Regions from separate parts of the Mus musculus genome. Here regions 1, 2 and 3 are each linked to region 4. Evidence: chromatin contacts called from public HiChIP or PLAC-seq and promoter capture Hi-C data. All regions are on one chromosome and are shown on one strand. The core of a region is the stretch at or near the end of the contact, and the rest is flanking DNA. Distances in the headings are between cores, read along the strand shown.

Region 1 (3,136 bases), core at 581-3,080, 330 kb after region 4:
CTTTCCTGTAGCATATTTATTTTGTGGAGGAAGTAGTGACCCAGAAGGACACCTGTCACCTAGCCATGATCCAAAGTAGGCCTTGGAGAAGAGCAGCTTTAAGGACACATTTTCAATTATTAGGCCCTGCACAGAGATGAGTTTAGCGTTTTCAAAGTCCCACCAGAGGACACACAGAGGTTTAATGCTCCACCTGTTCCCTGTTTTCTTTCCCATAAACATCAGATCCTCATCTTAGGGGAGAAGCATCATGTGAGCCAGTTCCCCAGTCTCCAGCTTTGATCTCTGTGTGTTGTAAAGGTGCTGCTGGCTTTTCTGGGATGGAGAATCATGTCCTACAGGAGTGATTCACATTACCACGGAGTTTGTGGCGTGTGTTCCTTTGGAGTCTTTCTTTTTTTTCCTTTCATCAGTGTTGTGAGGGAAGTGGGCTGATGGTGGCGGGGAAGATGGACAGTGATGTCATTAGGGCTTGGTCTGTTTCTTTCCATTCACCTGTTCCCCCCTGCAGGAAGACTTACGGGTAAAATGGAGACCGATTCCTCCCTGCAGGCAGGCACGCACGTGGAGACCTGCTTGTCCGGCTTGGCGCGTGGACTTCCTTCCCTCCCTGTTGGTCTTTCGATCTCAGCATTTGTACTCTATGAAGACTTGAACTTTTTCTTTCACTTCCTTTCTTCTATGGGTGATGACCTGCTGTCTCTCTGAGAAGGAGGCCGAAGGTCACTGAGTGTCAACATTGCCACTCCTTTCTGATTTAAGAGGAAAGAGGGCGGGGGTCTGCCCCCCCCCCCAAGGGTATGGAGACCTGTGTGTGTCTATGTGTGTGTGCAAATAGTTCTCAGATGCCACACGCATTTCTGCCTGAGACAATCCGCCTTTGAGGGACTGTCATATTTTATCTAGAGTGTTCTTTACTATCTACTTCTGTAGCAGGGTGGGAAGAGAGCACGGAAGCTGGCCCTGGAGTCCTTGAGGAAGAAGGCCTTTGGAGGTTTGGCAGAAGTCAGGTAGGCTCACTGCTGCGTCCTGTCAAAGGGAGGCAAAAGCCTGCTGGAGTTGGGCAAAGAGCCCTGGCTCAAACTGGGCCAGCCACTGACAACAACGGTGGCCTCAGGGTGCAGTTCCACTTCAGGAGCTCGTTCATTCACCGCATGGCTTCAGGACGTCAGGACGCTTTGGTGGACAGTGGGTAGGGATTAAGGCTTCCAAACGCCTTAAACCCCCGCCCATGCTCCTCCGCGGAAAAACAAAACAAGCTTGCGAGATCCTGCAGCGTCCGAAGACACCACTGCGCGGAACCCTCGCTCTGGATTTGGGGGAGAGCGCACCGGACGGAGGAGGATGGTTCGGCGTGGGCTGAGCTGGAAGGGGTTCTCTGCTCATCCGGCCGCCGCCTTCGCGTCGCTGCCTCCCGGGCTGTGTAGCATTTTGGGGGTGGCGGCCGCAAGGCCGAGCAGGGGATGCGCTTACATAACCGCTCGCCGTGTCCTGCTGCCTCGCGCTCTCGGGAGCCGCGGGCGGGGCGCGCCGCCGGACCGCAATGCTGCCGGGACCAGCGCGGCGGGGCCCGGGCCGGCCCCGCAGGCGGAGGAGCGCGAGCATCGGCGGGAGGAGGGCGCCGGCGGCGGGGGAGGTGAAGGTCAGTGGGTGTGAAGCGGGCGATCCACACCCCCTCCTCCCCGTCCCCTCCTTCTCTTCCTCTCCGTCCCCCTCTGACGTGTGGAGCTGGCAGCTCGGCCGGTTCCGCATTCCCGACCCCTCCCCGCCACTCAGGGCCCGCTATATAGCCGGGGCTGATGCAACCCGTCCCGCCGCCCGCCACAGCCTGCGGGAGGGACACTCGGCGGCCGCGACGGGGGGCGCTGGCGGCAGCGGACGCTGCAGCGGCGGCGGCGGGGCTGGCGCCGCGGCGGCTCCCGGGCCGGGACGGGCCTGGGCAGCGGGCGGCAGCAGCGCGGAGTGGGCACCGCGCCTGCAGCAGGGTTCTGGGCCCGGGGCCGCCGCCTCCGCCAGCGGCTTCTGCACGGTGGGTTCACGGAGGGGGGAGGCGGGGCTGCGGGCACCTGGGGTGGCCTCCCCCGGAGTAGCTACCGCTGGGGCTCCCGCCACCCCAGGGCCGGAATACTCTATCGGATGGCTGCAGCCGCTGCCCACCGGTGGTTCCCCGGCTGGGCAGGACAGTCCTGTCTGTGGCCGGGACAGCGGGGCGCTCCCTCCTTGCTTTCCTTCCCCAGTGCTCTTGCTGGGAGGCTGTGCACAGACGGAGGAGAGGGCGGGGTGAGCGGGAGAAAACTGTGCCGGGGACTGCGGGGGACTCAAGGGGGCATGCACGCCCCAGACCTGCTGACAGGTCGCGCCTCAGCCTCTTCCGTAGCTCTCTTTGCAAGACCTGGAGGGGAGGGTATTGAGAAAGGCATCTAACCAACAGGGCTTCCTTCGCTTAAGAGCATTGCTGCGGCGGGCTCTGGCTGGGTTAGGAGGGAACCACGGGGCAGTCCCCAGTTCCCTTGGGATCCCGTCAGGCACATCAGGTTATATAAGAAGGTAAGCAGGCTTCTTTAGGTAACCTGCCCAGTTTAGAAGGCACTCTTCCTCCCCTCTTATCCAAGAAGGCTAGGCTTCCTGGACCCTTGGAGCGGCAGAAACAGGCTTTGCCTGGGTATCTGGAGGAGCTGGCAGGCCTGGGATGCCTTGACTCATTTGCAGAAATGGATGGGCCATTTGGGGATAGAGGTGGAGAGGCGGGTGCAAGAGGGGAATCAATCGACTATTTGAGTCAGCTCCCCCTAGAAGATTGTCCAGCCCTTATGTGTTGGAGTGGCACCTTCCAGGGGACTGTGGCACAGGTCTGTGTATTGTTAAATCTTGGGCCACTCTACCCAGGATCTTAATTCAGGCAGCATGGGAAACAGGCTCTGTACCACAGCTGGGTACCTGCCTGTCCCAAAGGCTGTTAGCAACTGTCTTCCTCGTCCCTCGACCTCACCCCCAAGTCTCCCCCACCCTCCAGGGTTTAAAAATCACCCCCTCTTGCTTTCCCTGCTTTTCAGCAAATCTGGCTGGCTTCAGCTTGGATGGCGGGCTTATCTTCCCGTGCAGGTTTCTAGGGAAGAGTTTAACCGGGGATCAGGTG
Region 2 (3,170 bases), core at 280-2,779, 420 kb after region 4:
TGACACTCCCTGATGTATTATGTCAGCTCAGTTGTTTTACCTGTCTGCTCTCACCACTAAATACAAATTCTACAAGGATTGACTTTTATTATTATTATTATTATTATTGTTATTGTTATTATTGTTATTATTATTATTTTGATAGGTTTGTCCTTAGAACAATATTGTCGTCAGGCAGAATTGTAATCAGTGGATACAAAAATGCTTTAGGAGCCATAACATATTGTCAGCCCTCAGATTAATCGAGGTGAGCATTTGAGCCACACTGGGAATAGAGTAAGAGCTTTTATTTTAATATGTGTGCGTGTCTTGCCTGCACATATGTATGTGCCCCGTGTCCATTTCCTGGTACCCGAGGAGTCAGGAAGAGGACCCCTGGAACTGGAGTAACAGATGATTGGGCCACTGTCTGGATGTTAGGACTAGATCCCAAGTCCTCTGGACGAGCAGCCAGTGTTCCTAACTGCTGAGCATCTTTCCAGTCCCCAAACTTTAAAAAAAAATAGCCAAAACACTGGGATGAGAATGGGACTGTTCACTAAAGCGACAAGCGTGTTCGTGTCATGGGACACATGCCAAACACCGCCACTCCACAGCATGCTTTACAGAGTGGGGGACATTCCTATTCAAATTGTCATCCCTCATTGCAGTAGCCCTGAAAGGTAGTAGGTGGGGCAGGTTTTAGGTGTGTGTGTGTGGTGGGAGGCTGGGGGGGGGGGGAGTAGGGATAGGGAGTCACTGGATTCTCATCATATCGATCTGACTCCAAGTCCAGAGCCTCTGTCCCTCATTTTGACGTTCTCTCCTTGTTGGGTTATGACGTCACTGACTTCTGAAGACTCAAGGTCAACCTTGAACTCCTGAAGGAGCCCCTCCACAGAAGGTAGGTATCCTTTCTCTAGGGAGAATGAAAGTGTCTTGCTAAGAGGACAGGGGATAGATAATAAACTTCTTTAGCATCGATTCCAGAGACTCCCCGAGACTCTCAGCTAGCCCCAACGTCTTGCTTGGTCATCTGTAAAAGGCAGTGCCCTCCTTTCTTTTTGTCCCCAGCCCACCGAACTGTCCTATAGGTGAAGGAGGAAGGCCGGTCATAAAACAGGATGGGCAGTTGCTTTCGGGTGAAACCCAGAAAGGGTCCTCAGGCTTGTCGCTGACTGTATTTAGATTTAAAAATCAAGGCCTGTGACCTGGAGGCTCTTTCCTGCTGCTCTCTGCCATGTTGACAGCAGAGAACTTGCTAATTCTGGCCGGGGATTTTCCCTGTGTGGCTGTTTTTCTTCTTTATCTTCATCAATTGAAGAGCGCTCGCTCTGCCTTTCAAACTGCCTGCCGGAAGATACTGGGGGTTTGTGTATTTTTTTTTCTTTCACCTAATTCTGTGGTCTTTTCCCAGATGTGTATTTTCTCTCTACCTTCTTTCTAACTTGTTGACGTTTCCGCCCATGTGACTTCCAGCTTGAATTACCAGAAACCACAAGAGAGGGCCTGTGCGCAAGCCCCAAAGCAGCGAGATGTCCCTGTGGGGAGCAGTCCCTCTGCACCCGAGAGAGAGGAGGACGCAGGGGTCTGTCAGAGGTTGCTGTTGGGCAAGCAGGGGAGGTACCTGTGGAAGGTGGTGTGCTGGTGGCCCCCTAGCAGTCAAGAAGGGGAGCCAGCTAGTGAGAAGATCGCCCAGAGGCATCTGGGACGGTGTGGGAGAGCCCGGAAGATTAGAACCATGCCTCACAGCTCCGACAGCAGTGACTCCAGCTTCAGCCGCTCTCCTCCCCCTGGCAAACAGGTACCCCCTTCGTCCCCCTCCCCCACGCCCCGCATGCCTTGCCTTCTGATTTTCCTGGGGTGGTAGAAGAGGGGTAGGCTCCCTTGTCCTGCCCAGGGAGCTCTGTCTGGGGAAGGAAGTAGCTCGTGGCAGGAACTCTCTAGCAGACTCTGGACCGTGTGGTGTTTGCTATACAGAGGTCCAAGGGCTGAAGCTTCGCATCCCGCCACAAAAGCCTCTCTTTCCAAGAGGTACCCCTCGTCTCTGCCACTTAGGTTCCCACCGTGAAACTTTCTAGGAAGCTGGGGGCAGGGTGAATATCACAGAGCTTAGAAGTATGGTCAACCATAAGCAGAGGAATGTTCCAGTAGATCGCTGCTTCGGGCTCCACCCAAATCCTAGAGTTGTAGCTTTCCAGGAAAAAACCAAGCAAGTGGCAAGACAGAACCGAGGTCAGGGAAGAGAAATATAGCAAATCAAAGCAAGGTAGACAGGAGGAGAAGAGTGGCAAGATCTGCCTGCGGATTGCCTCGGTAACTCCAGCAGTCCGTGGGAAGGGAGGCTAAAGCTACAACCTGTATCTTTCCCCCCCACCCCCCATGTGGCTTCCAGATAGAAGAAAGAAGGCCATGGTCCAGGAGGCGTGTCAGAGACTTTCACTAGTAGCTAATATCATCCCTGAAAAACCAGGGATGGAGGGAAAGATTCTGAGACTCTTAGACTCTTGACTGATACCAAGCCGAAATGTCTCAGACTGAAAGATGCCTCCGATGGGATGCCTTTCTCACCTTGTGGTTTCTGGGTCTCTCTACCACGTTCCTGATGCCCCTTGTTCTAGACATTTCTCCTCCTCATCCAACATAGACCCACGGATTAAACTTTTTTACATCTCATCTTAAAAACTATATTCTTTCCTTAGCACACATATTGGGAGGGGCTCAGAGGTAGAGTGTTTGGCTCACACACATCCAGGGGGCTGCAAAACGCTACAAACAAAATAAACGTAAACTACCTGACCACCGGCTCCCACATCTGTCACAAGCCCTCACCAAAAGCCATACTGGTGAAGACCTCAAGAGGGAGATAGTCCCTCGCTCACGATGGTATCAGAGCAACTCAGACTGCCTGGAAGATGGTACCCCAGTCTCTTCTTAAGAAGGAAATTACTCACAGCTTCCATGGCAACCTAGTCCCTTAGCACATTAAAGGAAGAATATATCCTTGCCCTCTCTAACCCAATGTCCGTTTGCTAGAATGACCTGGAAAGTTTGAGTAAAGAGGGAAGGGAATCAGAACCTGACCCAAGGGTCTTTGCCCCTCAGGCCAGTGGAGGTAGGTGACAGGGTGGGGGTTGCAGAAGGGCTTCTCTTCCCTGATCTTCTATAGGAGATACTTAGAAAGCACTCAA
Region 3 (3,269 bases), core at 471-2,970, 440 kb after region 4:
TTCTGTGCCTCAGTTTCTCCTCTTTTGTAAAAGGGTGTGTTATGCAGTGGTGTTACCAAGATTAAATATGATGATAGCTATAAAATATACAAAAGGGTGGGTGTCATGAGGCATATTCCTTTAACCCCAGCACTCAGGAAGCAGAGGCAGGCTGATTTCTGTGAGCTTATGACCAGCCAGGTCTTCACAGTCAGTTCCAGTCCAGCTAGGCTCCAATAAGACTCTCAAAAAAATAAAATATGTGTGTACCATATATGCACATCTATTTAAATTGTGGTGCCAGACACACCCATAGGCACATGCACAAAAATATCAAAAGGCTTGGGGAGGAGATTACAGGCGCTAGTCTACTAATACATCTAGGTAGCCAATTTGGAATCTGAAATATTGGAAAATTCAAGGGGAAACTGGAGACACCCCCATTCCTGTAGCTGTCGACATTAGCTGCCCAACGGGCACCCCGTGTAGCCTATAACCACCAAATGGCAAGGTTAACCCAGATCTAGTTAGTTAGAACCTGTCACCAACAATACTAGTCCTCCCTGGAGGACCCAATGTCAGGAATAGCAGGCTCCAGCTGAGGATCTTTTTGGACTAGTCATCTTGCCTTCAGGCGAAGCAGCTGGCATCCAATAGGAAAAGAGAGTCCTCCTGGGGCCACGCAGCCAAGACCACCAATGATCACCATGGTCATGGAGCCAGGGCTGGCTCATGTTGAAAGATGACGCTTCAATGGAGTGCTCTTCCAGGGTGGCAGATGGAAGTGGGCGATTCTGTGGCTTCAGGGGCGTGGCCAACTCAGCCCGTGGTATTATGTGATGTTGTGCTGCTATCCCTTGGGAGGGCACTGGGGGCACAGGGGGCTGAGGACTTCTCGTTGCTCCTATAGTCAGACCCTCAATACAGGAGAGGCAGAAAGGAGGAATCCAGTGGGAGCCCAGATCTTCCTGGCTATGGGTCTTTGGATCCAGCATTTGAAGTTTTTGTGCTTCTGAGGAGACACACATGAGGACCACAGCACCTCTCATAACTGCTGCCACCAGCCTGTTTTTAGGGACCCAGGCAGTATGGTTTTGCTCCAGGTCTCAATTGGTTTCCTTGGTAGGATGGCTATACTGACTGCAGCAGCCGTTGTGAGAACCCTGATGGGCCTAACCACATTCTGAAAGGTGAAGAGAGCAGGCTAAGGTGGAGCAGGGAGGGAGGCAGGCTCGCTTGATCTCCACACTGCCTAGTAGAAGGACATTTCCTTCACACACACACCCTCACCCCTCTCCCTCACTGAGTTCCGTCCCTTCTCACACCCGGAAGTTGGGTAGGGGTATAGTCATTGTCTTTGTGGATAAACAGCTGACCCCAACTGTCCCTTTAGCTAGATGAGTCCTCTCCAGAGGCCCTGCTGCCCTCTACAGCTTAGAGGGATGGGGCCCAAAGCAGCCACTTCCTCCTACAAGTCATTCTTTCTCTAGGGAGTGGCCAGTGTCTGCAAGGCTCCGAGCTTACAGACATTCCTCTTGCAAGCAGCCGTCTGGCTTTAAGAGGTAAAGACACACTTTGCCTCATGGTGAGAGGCAGCAGGCAGTGGTTAGTCAGGTCTACCCCAGCGTGGGCTTTGGCATCTGTAGGCCCAGGAGGTGACAGGAGAAGGCCAGCGGGAGCTCCGCAGAGCGCCTGCTAGTGACTTGCCCTGCAGTCACTTCCCGAAAACTAGGCCGGCCTCTAGGCGGGGAGACGATCGGAGCCCGCCCACCCAGTCCGTCCCTCCTTGCTGCCTTGGGGTTTGCCCAGGCTCTTCGGAGCACGGAACTTACAGTAAATGGTGTAACCAGTGGAAACTCTCAGAGGGGGCGAGGAAAGGGCCAGGACTCAGGGCCCCAGTTCCCGTCTTAGCATACCGCTCCACCAGGTTCATTTCGCCCACCTTTCAGTAACGGGGCGCTGCCTTCCTGGTAAAAGGCTGACCTCCCTCTGGGATGTGCCAGAAAACAAAAACCAGCGAAATGCCCAGCTGGCCTCAGCCTGCAGGAACAGCAGCAGCCAGGGATTGAGCATCCAGTTGTCGGCTTCCCTCAGCCCGCTTGAGATGGGGGTTTCCTTTGCACCAGACTAGGGGCCCTGGTTAGCTCAGAGAGCATTCAAAGTGTCGCTGAGGCTCAGCGCCTTCCCATATGACCTTCAAAAGAAATGGAAGCTGTCTTGATGAGCAATGTCAGGGTCCTCTGCTCCTCCACAACTTAAAAGAGAAACCCCGACTGTACTGAGTTTCCGTGATTGGCAGTATAGCTGATAAATCCCATCTCTCCTTAGCCTGCAGCTCACTCCTGCTGGATCATTTAGGGTTAATTTTAAATGTCAAGTTATCGTACATCTGCTAACCACTATACTTTTGAGTCAACATTCTCATGCCAACAATTGATGTTATCAGCCAGTCAGTCCACAAACACTTAAGTTCACTTGGAGCTTAAACGGGCATTTAATACATGCTTAAATAATTAAAGCAGGCTTTAATTATTTGTATCATATTTAATAGGGTTTTTAAACTTGCCCGGGCGTTAAAACGACCTAAGACACCTGTTAAAAGCTCAGATTTCCAGAACTGAGGTGTTGGCTCCGTTGGTAAAGTGCTAACGGAGGACCTGAATTGTGTTCTCAAGCACCCATATAAAAAGTGGGGCGGGGGGAGCACGTGGCTGGAATGTGGGCGATGGCGAGATTGGAGGCAGATCCCTGAAAGCCCGAGGGCCACTGGCAGTTCCAGGTAATGAGACATCCTCTCTCAAACAAAATGTGGACGGTGCCCGTGGGAGTTCTTCTGACCTCCATGTGCGTGTCACACATGCGTGCACCTGCACCCATACATGTGTGCACACACATGGAAAAGAAAAGCCCAGATTCCAGAGTCCAAATTTCTTCCCAAATCCCAGATCTGCAGAAGAGCTGCCTGCAAGCTTCTGGCCTGAAATGAGGTTCCTTTGCCTCTCAGGGGACTTGGGGGAGGCCCCCAGGACTTGGCAAGGTTCTGTTTATTCAGGTCCGGGAACCCCATTATCTGGAGAAGTTGTTGTTTCTCAGCAACTTCTATGCCCCAGTGCTGTGGTGGCTGGTAAATGACGCAGTCCCCACAACACTGGAAGACATTTCTGGACCAAGCGCTTGTTGCCTCTGCACAGAGTACAGGGCTCCTCCTTGTTTGAAGTTTCACCCTCTATGGTTTTAGTTAGCCAATGTCAACTGTGGTCTGAGGATACTGAATGGAAAGTTCCAGAGAT
Region 4 (3,238 bases), core at 227-2,726:
GGCCTCTCCTCGGAAGCCATAAAATGCTGGGTTCTCCAAGTCCCGCACTGAGTGGCATTTACTAGTAAAATACCGGTTTCCCACCTTCTCTACATCGTCCCCCGCCATCCCAAGTCCATTGTCTATCACTTGAACTTGGAAGGTTTCCATATTCACTCTGATGGCCACACATGTTGCTTCAGCATCAATACTGTTAAGGGTAAGTTCTTCAACACACTGGCCCAAGGAGCTTATGGCTAAACCGGAACGCAACTTGGTTTTTACGTCATCTGATAGACACCTGATCATGGCAGGGACACATGTGGAGGGAGTGGCAGACACTGGCTTCCTTCTCTGACTGGAAAATAATCACCTACAGGAAACAAAACACAACACATACTCTAGCAAACCTCAGTTATATCACATCACCCATTTCTCTCGACTATTACAAAGAACTACAGTTAGAGTATTAAACCAAAACGCGAAAGGGAAGTATACTTCTAGTTTCTAGACAGCACACAAAACTCATGCACTGGTATAACAAGCTTCAATTCCAAAGCATTCATAATTTCATTAATTTTCGCTGTTCCTAAAATGAATGCCCTAGAGTGAAATTATAATTACGCTAGATGCTGATCCGTAAAGACACTATTCAAATTTCTAAGCACTTCACTAAAAACAGATGCCTAAATTAAACGCAGCTAAGAAACATTAGCTAGAAATTATTCATGAAAAAAGTCCAAGCTAGTTTCATAACATTTATACTTTACACAATAACCACGGCTTTTAGAAAATCCTTTGATGTTCTAAGACACTGTAAGTAAGAAGGTAAAAAAAACAATGGGACTAAGTCAAAGTCAAATCTATCAAGGAGACACAGTAAGCCATTACTTTCTCAGGAAGAGGTGGGGGTGGGGGAGGTAAAACTCCTTTGATATTTAAGTCCTGCTCCTGTGTAGCTTGATAGCTTGCAGAAAGGCCCTTATTACTGATATTCTTTTATATTGATACTCTCGGTCTTTTATATCCCCAGAACATAGCTTGGCAATAAAAAGTGAGTGTATGGGGTGGTCGGACCCTGATTCCAGGTTTTCTTATACAAACCCTAAGACTCTAGGTAGTTAAAGGTCTCATTCTTAAGTGACAACAGTGAGGCAGGTGACAGGCTCTTTTGTTTTGTTTTTAAAGCCTGGAAAAACCGGGGCTACGACAGCATTTAGCCACCGTTGGCAAACGGGGTGAATGTGTAATGAGCAGTTCTAGGGTCTGGAAAGTCGGGCATCCCGTGCAGGCCGGGCCGCGCCTGCGCAATCCACCCACCCCGCACCTCCGGGGGAGCCGGGGCCCCGCCAGACAGGCCCGCGGCAGTCACCATTGCTCCTGTCCAGTTAGACAAGCTCTCTGGACCACATTTCATCACGTGCTTTCCCCCTTCACCTCGAATCTCCTCCATCAACTCTCACCGACCAACCACCTCCAACGCCGAGCGCGCGCTCCCGAGCATGCGCTTCCGAGACACCGCCAGACGGCGTCTGCACGACGTCTCAGTGCGCAGGCGCTAAGGTGGCCAAGCTGCGCGTCCCTTCACCTGGCGGGTTCCAATTAGTTCTTTTGTCTTATTCTCTTTCGGAATGGGGTGAAAGGCTGTTTCTACTAAATTTTACTTTGCTCCCCTTCTCGTCTCCTTTGCATGTTCTAATATGTAGTTCCACATATATCTTTCTTGTTTCCTTAGTCTTTGTTCGCTAGATTGTAAACTATGTGAAAGTAGTTTGGTTTTTTGTTTACTGCTGTGTCCTGGTGGCAAGTAGATATTCAGGGAATGAATGCAGAGCATTCCTTTTTTTGTTTGTTTGTTTTTCGAGATAGGGTTTCTCTGTATAGCCTTGGCTGTCCTGGAACTCACTCTGTAGACTAGGTTGGCCTTGAACTCAGAAATCTGCCTGCCTCTGCCTCCCAAATCCAGGGATTAAAGGCGTGCGCCACCACTGCCTGGCAAGAGCATTCTTGAAAATTAAAGCTTTACGAAGCTGGAAAGGGCTGAGAAGCCTCTCTCTCTTTCTCTCATATTTTGTTTTTGTTTTTCTTTCAAAACATGATTTCTCTGTGTAACAGCCCCGGAACTCGCTTTATAGACCAGGCTGGCCTATAAACTCACGGAAATCCTTCTGCCTCTGCCTCCCAAACGCTGGGATTAAAGGTGTGCTCCCACTCCCCACCCCACCTCCACGTCTGCCCAGCCCAACTCTCTTGATTTGCAAATCAGGACATCAGGGTCCCTCCTTCCCTTCCTTCCTCTCTTCCTCCCTCTCTCTCTCTCCCCACCCCCATACCACCACGGCTTTTTCCTGCAAGAGCACAGTGAGAATATTTTGAGAATTATTAGGCAATCCTCAGTTTTTGTCTTCTGTTTCATCCAAACCTCCTCCCAGAAACTTTTTAAAAAAGATTTATGTATTTCATGTGTATGGGGTTTTGTCTGCTTGTACTTCTGCACACCAGAAGAGGGCATCGGATCCCTTGGTCTTAGAGCCATAGACTGTGTGAACCACCATGTGGGTGTTGGGAGTTGAACTCAGGACTTCTGGAAAAGTTGCCAGTGCTCTTAACTGCTGAGCCATCTCCACAGGGAGGACATCCCTCCTCCCTTTAAAGGAACTTAGGACAAAGTTTTAAATGAGTATATATTTAATTACTAACCAAACCAAATCAGACTTGTGGAGCCAATGAAGCAAACTTCTGATTATTGTTCAGTTTGCCAGGGCTTCATGACAAAAGGCCACAGGCTGGGTGGCTTAAGTAGCCGGGGTTTTTGTTTGTTTTCTTTTCTTTCCAGTTCTAGGACAAGCTGGAGTTTAGGCCAGGATTCCTTCTTGGGTGTGGCTGTCTGTCTTCACGTGGTCTGTGGTGCATACACTCTTATGAGTCAGCAGTCCAATGGGATTGGTCCTTGGGTTAGAGTAGTTTAGGTATACAAATGAGGGGAGGCGCAATCCAGGCCATAACTACTTTATCTGAATTTCTCACCTTTGGAAAAGGAGTGACTGTAGATGTTCCAAAGGATTGAAAACCAAAAGTAATTAGTGCAGTGCGTCATGTGAACACGGAACAGCCCAACCTGGTGGCATTTGCTCTTGCTACACATGAAGTCTCCCGTGTAAACAATGTAAAGAAATGGCAAAGTTACTTCTCTTTCAGACCTCGTTAAACTACCCCAAAATTTTCCTCTCACAATAACGAATTAATCATGTTGCCCAAA

What was found. Promoter capture Hi-C pulls out the DNA fragments that hold promoters and counts their contacts. HiChIP or PLAC-seq counts read pairs in DNA pulled down with a chosen protein or histone mark. Capture Hi-C pulls out chosen DNA fragments and counts their contacts.
Region 1: a promoter capture Hi-C map of neutrophils shows a contact between it and region 4, with 2.7 times the contacts expected there. The contact joins the promoter of Jdp2 here to the promoter of Mlh3 in region 4. A contact is called at or near these places in 1 of 39 promoter capture datasets (neutrophils) and 1 of 9 other capture datasets (liver).
Region 2: a contact with region 4 is called in a promoter capture Hi-C map of liver. The contact joins the promoter of Batf here to the promoter of Mlh3 in region 4. A contact is called at or near these places in 4 of 39 promoter capture datasets (3T3-L1-derived adipocytes, hippocampal neurons, liver and 1 more), 1 of 484 Hi-C or Micro-C datasets (B cells) and 2 of 9 other capture datasets (adipose tissue and liver).
Region 3: a contact with region 4 is called in an H3K27ac HiChIP or PLAC-seq map of microglia, with 5 times the contacts expected there. The contact joins the enhancer-like site here to the promoter of Mlh3 in region 4. A contact is called at or near these places in 4 of 39 promoter capture datasets (3T3-L1-derived adipocytes, hippocampal neurons, liver and 1 more), 1 of 115 datasets of contacts at active chromatin or transcription factors (microglia) and 2 of 9 other capture datasets (adipose tissue and liver).

Annotation. Positions count from the first base shown.
Region 1 is chr12:85,597,586-85,600,721 of GRCm38.p6, forward strand. It overlaps Jdp2 (Jun dimerization protein 2), which reads left to right and starts at 1,831. Exons shown (of 4, transcript NM_030887.2): 1 at 1,831-2,029.
Region 2 is chr12:85,685,191-85,688,360 of GRCm38.p6, forward strand. It overlaps Batf (basic leucine zipper transcription factor, ATF-like), which reads left to right and starts at 1,530. Exons shown (of 3, transcript NM_016767.2): 1 at 1,530-1,783. The coding sequence starts at 1,721.
Region 3 is chr12:85,703,966-85,707,234 of GRCm38.p6, forward strand. All of the region lies in intron 2 of Batf (basic leucine zipper transcription factor, ATF-like), which reads left to right. Among named protein-coding and RNA genes, the nearest start is that of Batf, 19 kb to the left of the region's middle. Within about 2 kb of position 1,721, at least 326 of the 459 cell types and tissues checked have an H3K27ac peak or open chromatin away from gene starts, as enhancers often do. A contact at or near this core is called in adipose tissue, liver, microglia and 1 more, where this site is marked.
Region 4 is chr12:85,269,123-85,272,360 of GRCm38.p6, forward strand. Mlh3 (mutL homolog 3) reads right to left here and starts at 1,477. Exons shown (of 12, transcript NM_175337.2): 1 at 1,417-1,477; 2 at 1-352. The coding sequence starts at 288.